Linked DNA regions of Mus musculus: region 2 is linked to region 1. A link is a contact called in public Micro-C data. All regions are on one chromosome and are shown on one strand. The core of a region is the stretch at or near the end of the contact, and the rest is flanking DNA. Distances in the headings are between cores, read along the strand shown.

Region 1 (5,399 bases), core at 889-3,388:
GTACCTGTAGGGAGAAAAGATTGGAGTCAAAACGGACCTGATGTCTCCCAAGTCCACATAATCTTTTTGTTTGTTCTTTCAAGACAGGGTTTCTCTGTGTAGCCTTGGCTGTCCTGGAACTCACTTTGTAGACCAGGCTGGCCTCGAACTCAGAGATCCGCCTGCCTCTGTCTCCCAAGTACTGGGATTAAAGGCGTGTGCTACCACGCCCAGCATAATCTGGTTCTTACTGGTTCTTTAGACTGGAGACTTACTTAACGTTCATGGGCGTCAAGGGGTTATAAAAGTCTGTGACAATCTGATGACCAATCCAGGAACATGCTACCAAGGCAGCAAGACCTAGAAAGAGAAAGAAGATTCTGGTATTGGGTGTCCAGACCAAGATCTTGACTATGCTCTTCTGGGTGAAAGACTGAGCCCCTTGGTCCCACCCTGGACCCTTGAGGCTCACCTGCCACAATGAAAACAATGCCTCCAGTCATAGCTATTCGGGCCTTCTTCGCTTTGTCATCTCCCCCACAGCGTGTGCACTTCATGCCCATCGTGGCGACAAACATGGCTAAGAAGCCCAACACCAGGGACACCACCATTAAGGCTCGAGTGGCCTGCAGGGCTCCTGCAGGGGAGGAAGGCGGCGGTCATTGCTGGAAATGGCAGGTAGCCTTAGGATGGCGCCAGCCTTAGTGCTGCAGACCGCGCCCACTAACCCCTGGACCGTGGTCCGCCTGTCTGGTTCCGCCGGCAGCCTGGGGCCCCCTAGTCCAAGGCAGGCCTTGTGCAGACGGTTCCCGCCCCCATCCCGCCACCAAGTCCTTTCCGCTCCCCGCCCCGCCCTGCGCTCCAGAACCCGCCCGGGGCGCCAAGGTTTCGATGAAACCGTTCCAGGTAGGGGGGAAGGGAGAAAGGGGGCGAAAGAGAAGTGCAGGTGGCGGCTAAGGCCCTCGCTCCAGCCACACCAGCCGGCGCGTGTCCTAGCTTTGGCCCCGCTATCGAGGCCACCGAGTTTGTGGCTTCAGCTAATCGGCCGATAAGATTAGAGGCCACAAGTACGGTCCCACGTCTAACGAGGGCACGATTCCGCGGCCCTGAGAACCTCCGTCCCTCTTCTCCTTTTGTCCAGAGAAAGAAGCAGGGGAAGAGAGAGACCACTGACTGCCAGGGGTTGGGGGGTGCTTCGCCCAGGAAACCCCCCCAAAAAAAATCTGGGCAGAGGGGCGTGGACCCACGTGGGACACCCAGATCAGATCCCAGGCACGCTCTCTCTCTGTCCCACCGACTGAGCCCAAGGCGTCCACTTCCTCCTCCCTGGCAACCCCGGGCGCCGGGCAGTGCGGCCTGGGCCCTGCCCCACACCCAACCCGGCCACCTTGACCCTGGGCACGTCCGCCCCGTCGGTCCCACGGCCTTACCCGGCAGGGCGAGCACCGAGTCGTACATTTTGCAGCTCATCATGCCGGTGCTCTGCGTGACGCACTCCATCCAGAGCCCCTTGTACATGGCCTGGGCTGTGATGATGTTGTCGCCCGCATAGGAGCTCATCTGCCACTGAGGGATGGCAGTGCTCGCTATCAGGCCCACCCAGCCAAGCATGGCCATTGAAAAGCCCAGCAGTTGCAGGCCCGAGTTGGCCATTTCCTTGTCTCAGAAAAGACGGGACGCGCCGGGAGGGCGACCCTACAGTAAAGCAAAAAAACAAAAAAACAAAAATCCGGGGAGCAGCAACACAAGAAAATTTGGATAGAGATTTAAGTCACCCAAAGGAGAAAAAGATTTTTTTTTGGACCGGGTAACTACAAATCTTGTTAACCGAGGTAAACACAAATCGTCCCCTCCGGTGAAGCGACACTCTCACAGCAGAGGGAACCGGCTTCGCCCGAAGGACTGGTTCCAGACAAAAGCGGTCCCCGAAGGCCGGGCGGTTCCTACCGGCGTGCTCCGAGACTACCCAAAGAAGTGGAGGGGCCGTTAGGGCGTGGCCCCCAGAAAGTATGCGGGCCCTTGGGCCCCAGGCTGCGGTGCGCGGCACAGGGAGCTGGCGGTGCGGCGGCAGGTGCGGGCGAGCAGGTGCGGCGCACCTGAGTATATATATGCAGGACGTCGGGGACGCGCCCCCGCAGGCACCCGGAGCGCTGCAACTTGGGCGGGACCAGAGGGGCAGTCGAGTGACCTGACGTCACTGAAGGGACACTCACCTGAACCGGAAGTCTTGGCCCCTACCCCCTCCTCGTCCAGGTGAAGAGGAAGAAACCTGAGCTCCAGGGTCACGCCCCTTCATTTGCCTGGCTCTAACCGTTGATGGGAAATAGGCGACGGCTTCTCAGAAGTCCCTGGGGTCGGAGTCTGCCCTGCAGACTCCAAGTGGCCCCTTCCTCTCCTTTCCATACAGGTGCGCCTGGGTCGCTGCGGAGCCAGTACCCTCAGACGCCCCTGGAAAGGCTCCTCGCCATCCTTCCCCTGCAGGTTTCGGCGCGTGCCACTTGTCCAGCCCGACTTTCGTCTCCACTCTCAGCTCTTTTTTTCTTTAGTCTCCTACCAAGGCCTGTCTCATCATCAGGGGCCCTAACCCATTACGGTAAAATCACCCGTGCTGCATGCACCCTTCTAGGAATTTCTACTCTCAGACAGTCTAGCAACCTACCGCTTCACCGCTCAAGCCCTCCACAAGACACGGCTCTCCGACAGTCCTCCCACAGGCCTGGTCCCAGGACCAGGTAGGTACAGGACTTAGCACCTGAGCCTGTCAGTGTCTCCTCCAACATAGAGGCTCCTTCTACCCGAAGGAGTTTTCCGAGGGTGGGGAGAAGGGTAAGACCTAGGTCAGAGAGTCTGACACGACACGCCCAACATTCCCCTCCCCAGGTTGTCATTTCTGGTTTACCTTCATTTTCCTCACTTCCTTCTCCATCCACACACTTTCTCTTTCCTTCATTCTGAGCTTCCGGGGACCTGTTTGTGTGCCCTTTCGGTGCCCTCCGACCCACTCTAGCATCTTAATTCATCCCTTAGAAAGTCTAGCTTAAGGCTGGGGAGATGGCTCAGGGGTTAAGAGCACTGACTGCTCTTCCAAAGGTCCTGAGTTCAAGTCCCAGTAAACACATGGTGGCTCACAACCATCCATAATGAGATCTTGACACCCTCTTCTGGTGTGTCTGAAGACAGCTACAGTGTATTTAAATATAATAATAAAATCTTAAAAAAAAAAATAGAAAGCCTAGCTCAGCCTCCACTCCTTCCAGCTTTCCCAGAACTTTGACCATCCTTCCTCCCAGCTTGGCTTCTAAGGTTCTCATTTATCTTTCCCCTTTTCCTGCCTTCTGCATTTTTATTCACCCCCCCCAACACACACACACACACACACACACACACACACACACACACACACACTTCCAGACTAAGGTTGCTCCCTCCAGACCCTTGGAGCCCAGTAGCCCAGTGTGTCCATCACTGCCCCCCTGAACTCTTTCTAGTTCTTTCTTCCAGTCTACCTCTCCTACAACCTCCTTCCACCTCTCAGACCTTCACAGGTCTTTCTTCCTTTTGCTAGTTTTTTGGTTTTTTATTTACGTTTATGTGCACTGGTGTTTTCCCTGCATGTATTATGTTTCTGTGAAGCTTGTGACAGATGTGTGTGTGGGTCCTAGGATTTGAACCCAGGTCCTCTGGAAGAGCAGTGCTCTTAACCACTGAGCCCATTCTCCAGACCCTCTCTCTTGCTAGTTTTTTAAAGTCAACACCTTCTCCTTTCCCTTACACATTTCTATGTAAATCCTCCATTTATCCAGTAAACATATTTAATGCCCTTCTTGTTCAGCCAATTAACCTGCTTTTGTATAAAATGCAGAACTTTGTGAACTTTGTTATTTGTGTCTATTTTTTACCTTTTGGGTTATTTTCTGAGATGGTTTGTTTCTGTTTTTTGTTCGTTGGTTGAAAGGTTGGTGAGTTGGTACTTTTGAGACAGGATCTCACTCTGCAGCTCCATCTAGTTAAAGTTCACTATATAGACTAGGCTGGCCTGGACTTCACAAGTGGGCCACCTGGCTCTACTTCCCAATGCTGGGATCATAGATGTGGGCTACTATACACAACTGGGATTTGTTTTGTTTTCTTTTGTTTTTAAGGTGGTTTTCTTGTTGGATGTGGTTGGTGCATGCTTTTGGTAGATGGAGGCAGAAAAATAGACAGTTTAAAGCCAGCCTTCCAGAAGGGGAGTGCCTTCCAGCTCTGAAAGTCCAACATTTGTTTGTATATTTGGCAGTCACCATCACCGCCATATGCCTAGCTATTACCTAGTTATTACCTGGAGACTACAACTGCCTCCAAACCAATCTCCCTGCTCCCACCCTTTCCTAAGTTCACTCCCCAGAGGTACTCTCTTTACCTCTACTTAAATCTTACCATTCTTTTTAAAAAGTCACTGTGTGGGGGGCTTGGGAGACAGCTCAGCAGTTAAAAGCACTGTCTATTCTTGCAGGGGACCAGTGTTCTGTCCTCAACATCCACATAGTGACTCAACCTTCTGTAACTCCAGTTCTAGGTGGTCTGATGCCTCTTGTATTATTATTATTATTAATGTTTTATTTATTTCATTTTTTTTGAGACAAAGTCTCTTTGTAGCCATGGCTGTTCTGAAACTTGCTATGTAGACCAGACTACCTTGAACTCACAGGGCTCCTCCTGCTTCTGCCAATTGACTACTGTGATTAAAGGAGCTGGAGTGTGCCAGGCAGTGGTGGCGCACGCCCTTCATCCCAGCACTAGGGAGGCAGAGGCAGTTAGATCTCTGACTTAAAGGCCAGCCTGGTCCTCAGAGTGAGTTCCAGGACGGCGGCCAGGGCTACACAGAGAAACCCTTGGGTGTGAGGAGGAGCGGCTGGAGCAGGAGGAGCATCTCATCATGCCCAGGTCCAATACTGCTTCTGACTAATCTGGCTCTTGCATGCACTCAGACACAGATACACACATGCACACGCACACACACACATGCATACACACACATGCACACACACTCACACACATGCACACACACTCACACATGCATACACACAAACATGCACACACACACACATGCACACATACTCATACATGCAAACACACACATGCACACACGCACATGCATACACACACATGCATACACACACATGCACACACACACACACGCACACACACACACATGCATACACACACATAAAAGTAAATAAGTAAATAAATAAATATTAAGTGTAAGATAAAAATCATTCAGTGGCCCTTTTTTCTTCTCCTCTGTTGCTGTGGATTGAACTCAAGAGCCTCACACAAGTACTGGTGCCACCGAGCTACACCTAAGTGTCACTCTGGACTACTGACTGACATGCCTGCCTTGTCCCTCAACTGTCCCCAAAACCCACAGTACATGTTCC
Region 2 (5,283 bases), core at 2,437-4,936, 690 kb before region 1:
TGGGTGCAAAGCCACCCTCATCCCCCACGTTGGTGGCGTCCTTCCCATACTTGGCCTTGATGACCCCCTTGAGGTGGTGGTAGACCTCAGCGCCGATGCGCATGGCTTCCTTGAAAGAGCTGGCTCCCACTGGCAGAATCATGAACTCCTGCATGGCCAGCTTGTTTCCAGCATGAGAGCCGCCGTTGATCACATTAAAGGCCTGGGACACAGAAGTTGGTGCTCAGAGCTGGGTGGCATAGGGGTCAAAGGTGAGAGGGAACTGGAGGTGACAGCTGCGCTCTGCTCCCTAGTTCAATGGTCTAGGATGCAGCACTGCACTCCTAAGAGCCTTTCTCTCTTTCTACAAAATGCTAACAGTGCTTACTTCCCTACTGCTCTGACAGTTAAGGGAAATCAAATATACTTATGACAAGGAATAATTCTATGGCATTCTAAATGCATGACTTGTTTCACTCTCAAAATACTTCTATTAACTGTACACTCTTTTTTTGTTGCGTTTGTTTGTTTGTTGTTTGTTTTTGTTTTTTCGAGACAGGGTTTCTCTGTGTATCCCTGGCTGGCCTCGAACTCAGAAATCCGCCTGCCTCTGCCTCCTGAGTGCTGGGATTAAAGGCGTGCGCCAGCACTGCCCGGCTTAACTGTACACTCTTATTTCTTCTTTACAGATGAAAAAAGTGAGGGACAGAGGTTAAATAACTTGCCTAAAATCACACAACTAGAAAATGGGAAAGGCCAGGGTCTGAACCCAGCCAGGTATCTCCAGTATGGTAACATATTCCGGCCCACGCAGAGCTGCAAGAATGGAAGTGACGGGGACAGCAAGGGAATGAAGAAAAGACAGAGGATGGACACACAGACAGAAAAGCTGGGGACTGGACAGAGTGGGCTCTCTGATGGGAAAACCTCAGCACTTCAGCTCAACGTGTTTACTACACAGAGCCCAGCGTGTTTATTATATAGAGCTGAACAGAGAAGTGGGTTACTGCATACAGATAAACAAGGAGGCAGGGTTTATGGCACACAGCTGAACCACAAGAACAGGTTTAGGGGATCCTGGTAAGAGCAGTCTTTGTAGAGGAGCAGTCTTCAGACTGTAAACACCCAAAGGGGAAGGAGCTATGGTGGACACACTCTCAACACGTGCAACTTGGTCACCGAGGAAGGAAGAAGGCTTCATCAAGTCTCTCAACCTTAGCCTAGGGGGAAGGCTTTGCCATTCCTCCAAGGGTCTGAGGCCCTGGGGCCTTTGACAAGGCTGGCTCATGGCACAGCACACATTCACCCAGGACTTTGCACACTTGGGGCTCTTTCTGCAAAATTCAAGGGGCTACTATTAAGAGGGCAATGTTTCAAGTAGTCTCAGAGAATACAAAGATGTACTGAGAGCTTTGCCCTGAAGACGCTTTCAAATCTGACTGACTGCGAAAGTGAGACAGGAGACGGAATGAGCTCTGGACAGGAATGGCCTGAGCCTGGAAGGGACCTGGCGAGGGACGGAAGCCTCAGAGGCTTAGCTTTAGATGGTGGGAACGAAGGAGGGACTGGGGCACAGTAGGAAAGATTTCATTTCAGGAAATGCTTCTTTGGAAAGCAGGATCTGAAAAGGTAGATTTTCTGGGGGTGGGGGTGGGGGCTGCTGAAACATTCCTAGCTAGGGAGGGGCAGCTGTCCTAGAGCTTCAGCACAGCCACACTCACAGGCACAGGGAGTACGAGGTCGGGATTGCCTGCAAGATCTGCGATGTGTCGGTAGAGAGGGACCCCTTTCTCAGCTGCTCCAGCCTTGCAGACAGCCAGGGACACACCCAGGATGGCGTTGGCCCCAAACTTGGCTAGAGGGAGGCAAGCGGGGAGAAAGCATGAGGACTCTTACAGGTTTGGGGCTTAAGTCCTTGGATATTTCCTCTGGTCACCCCCGGAAGAAGATTCCTAGACCACTCAACATTAAGAGTTTGTTAACTCATCTCTCTTTCCTGGCCTGTGGCTCTCTGGGAGTTCACCCCCTCATCCCTGGGCCAAGAGTTTCACATGTGTCTTCTGCCAGGCCTCAGGAAATGCCTGTGGGATGAATAAAAGGCTACCCAGTTACGGTGTGCCCCAAGATGTGGGACAGAAAGAGCCCGGGCAGCTGTCAGTGGTTTCTCTTCCACCCTCGCTGTACCCCACACCCTTCCCACCTCTGGCACCTCACTCACACTTATTCTCGGTCCCGTCCAGCTCAATCATGAACTTGTCAACTTTTTCTTGATCCACAACACTTAGTTTCTGGAAGAGGCAGAGGTGGGATTTCTCAGGACTCAGTCAGGTAATGTGCAGGATGAAGGATAAGTGAGAATGCTCAGAGTGGGGCTACCTGAGGGAAGGCACGGGGTCACAGGGAGGAGGGAAGGGGGAGCTGGCTCCTCCACTTGCCTTTTCCAGCAGAGCAGGACCTAGAGTCTTGTTGATGTGTTCCACAGCCTTCAGCACTCCTGGAGGCCAGAGAATGGGGTTCAGATTTCTAAGCGGGTTAGGCCCTTGGCTTTGAGTTCCAGTCCCCTATCCCTGTCCTGAGTCAGCCCACACGGGCTCCTTCCGTGCTGGGTTAGTCTTGGCTCACCTTTCCCCAGGTATCGTGCTTTGTCTCCATCTCGGAGTTCCAGTGCTTCATAGATACCCGTGGAAGCTCCACTGGGCACAGCTGCTCGGAATCGACCTGGGGGGAGGAACTGCAGATCAGAAGGAGTCCACCCACAAAGGCCTGGGGTCACCTCCCCTGGACCCAAGAATAGGAGTAAATACAGAGAAACCCCTGCTTCCCCCAGCCTTGGAGCCAGGAAGAGAAGGGGGGAGGGGAGGGAATCTCTGATGAAGGACAGGACGAGGTTGAGGGTTTTCTGAGGCAAAACAAGCCTGTGTTACCCTTGGCTGTGTGCAGGTCCACCTCCACCGTGGGGTTGCCCCTGGAGTCCAGGATTTCCCGGGCGAAGATTTTTTGCATGGCCATGGCTGCACCACAGGAGATGTGAGTGAGCAAGAGTGGACAGTTGATCCCTTAAGGAACTAGAAATCCCTTGCCCTTTTAAGAGTCTTCTCCACCCGAAGAAGGCAGGTGCTGGAGCTAAAAATACCCCATAAAAAGGTCACAGACCAAAGAGGAAGGCAGACTGGTCCCTTCCCCCCCACTCAGAACAGCTCTTGTTCCACCCTTCCAATCAAGAGAATCGAGGGTTCATAACTTTATAACTCCCAAGATGACACCACTCCCTGAACACCTCACGGAGCTTACACCTTCTTGCACTTTATGATTAAGTACTCTGCTTGCTACATCTTCCTCCCCCTCAAACCTATCTGGTTCCCATTGTCCCATTCCCAAGTCCTCCTAGACCCCAGGCTCTCTGCCTGGCTCAACTGTATTTTATCTACTTTCCCATTCTTCAGAGCCTTCTTTCCTGTATCTGTCAGTAACCCTCAGTATTTTAATTCTGCTTCCTCCAACCAGACCTCTCTCAAGTACCCTCAGTCCTAGGAAGAAAAAAAAGCCCAAATTCTCCTCACTTTTTCCAAGCCAGCACCACCCCACTCCTGCACACCATGTAACCTTTTACCAAACCTGGAAAGCCTTCCTTGGAACTTTGAGTGGAGTGTCTCCTCTAGGTAGCAGCTGGGACAGTGTCAGTTCACCCCCTCTCAGACTGGGCATTTATCTCCAAGCCACCCTGTCCCCCAGCCAGCCCCGCCTCTCTCATTCCATCCTCCTCCCCTCCACAGGCAGGCAGCCAAGTGCCCACTGCAGCCCGAAGCAAAAGCTCCTGACCTGGGGCCCTGGGGCGTGTACCCCCTTCTCAAAAGCTACTGACTGTCCCTATGCATTCTCTTTCTGTCCCCCAATAAAAGTCTCTACTTTGAGGTTCACTCTTTGGGAAAGCTGGAGAGAGGTTTCTGATGGGAGGGTCTTTCCCCTCAAACTTACATTCCACTCTTGCAAAGGTTAAAGAGGAACCAGTGCCCTTTTAGAAAGGCCAGGGGTAACCTGAGCCCTGCAGGCTGAGGAGGGGGCCTAGGAAGGGGGCTGCAAGACTGACACGTGCTCCACTCACTCGGAGGCAGGCGGTGCAGGCCACACAGTTGGGGGAAGGCATCAGTGATGCTGAGCAAGCTCTGTGGTCTAAAGTCGACACCCCTCGACCAAAGAAGGCCTGCGCTTTCACCTCTCAGGGTCCTCAGAACAGCCATTCCGGCACCACTCCACCCTATCCTCTCTTGGCCAGTGATGAGCGATGAGAGGCCAGGAGACGAATATAGACCAGCACTGAGCGCTGGCCTGGCGCCCGAAAGATACTGCTGGGACAGCATTTATGTTCCTGCGTGAAGCCTAAGTGGTCAGGAGCCCTTTTCCCCACCGACTGTGGGCGCTTCAGCGCTCAATCCTTGCCTATCAAAGAATGGTGTTATATCACGAATGGAAAAAACAAAACAAAACCATGAATGGACGTGAAAAGGGGATGACCCTTTGTAAGCTCTTGGACGCCTGTGGCCACTCTGTCCATCCATTTGCAGCACCGCAGGAAGTGAATCTCTGCACTCGGTAACTCTCTCCGCCTTAGCAGGTCTAGGGGTCTAGGGCTAGTGTGGGGTCTGCTCCGCGTTTTGTGGGAGCCTGGCGGGCCGGCTGGTTTCCCAGGGCGCCTCATCTTTTCACTCGCCGGCGCTGGAGCTGGTGACTCACGCGGCGGCCGGCTCTCGAGCGCTCCTCCCCGTCGGCCCTCCCCACGGGGTCGCCCTCCTTGCCTCCACCCTAGGGTCCCCACCTGTCGTGGCGTCCCTGTCCCGCCCCTCCTCTCTTATCTCCTGCCGCTCCCTGCGGGATTTTTCCACCCCCGGGCAGGAGGCGCGCAGATCAGAGGTCAAGGGATGGCGGGCGCAGGCCGCCACGTGCCCCAGCGCGGCCCCGCCCGTGACTCAGCCACGCGGCTGTCGAAGAACCTCGGCTGGGGGGCGTGGGGAGCCAGAATTTGGGGATGAACGTCAGGGAACCCAACCCGGCTCCAAAAGGCAGCGAACCAAGTACTTCCACTGGGAGAGGCTGCACACCCTGGCGCCCCTCCTCCGAGGGACCGGAAGCGGCCGAGCCCCTCGGAGGCCAGGGTCCCGGGTGACTCCTTTACTCCCTCCAGCCTCAGTGGCCTGCCATTCGCCCCTAGACCTGCTCGGCGGCGAGTGAGCTGACCGCACATAAATACTTAGCAAAAGTTTTTCTGGAAAAGAAGAAAGCCCCAGTGCGTCCAAAGTAGAGGGGACT

What was found. A called contact is a pair of places that touch in the nucleus more often than the background predicts.
Region 2: a Micro-C map of embryonic stem cells shows a contact between it and region 1. The contact joins the promoter of Eno3 here to the promoter of Cldn7 in region 1. A contact is called at or near these places in 1 of 39 promoter capture datasets (liver), 1 of 484 Hi-C or Micro-C datasets (embryonic stem cells), 1 of 115 datasets of contacts at active chromatin or transcription factors (fetal liver) and 1 of 9 other capture datasets (liver).

The regions. Positions count from the first base shown.
Region 1 is chr11:69,962,160-69,967,558 of GRCm38.p6, reverse strand. Cldn7 (claudin 7) reads right to left here and starts at 2,138. Exons shown (of 4, transcript NM_016887.6): 1 at 1,410-2,138; 2 at 452-616; 3 at 255-339; 4 at 1-4. The coding sequence starts at 1,632.
Region 2 is chr11:70,655,579-70,660,861 of GRCm38.p6, reverse strand. Eno3 (enolase 3, beta muscle) reads right to left here and starts at 3,686. Exons shown (of 12, transcript NM_001136062.2): 1 at 3,595-3,686; 2 at 2,904-2,990; 3 at 2,602-2,697; 4 at 2,415-2,473; 5 at 2,198-2,267; 6 at 1,701-1,834; 7 at 1-202. The coding sequence starts at 2,988. It also overlaps a transcript of Pfn1 not described here.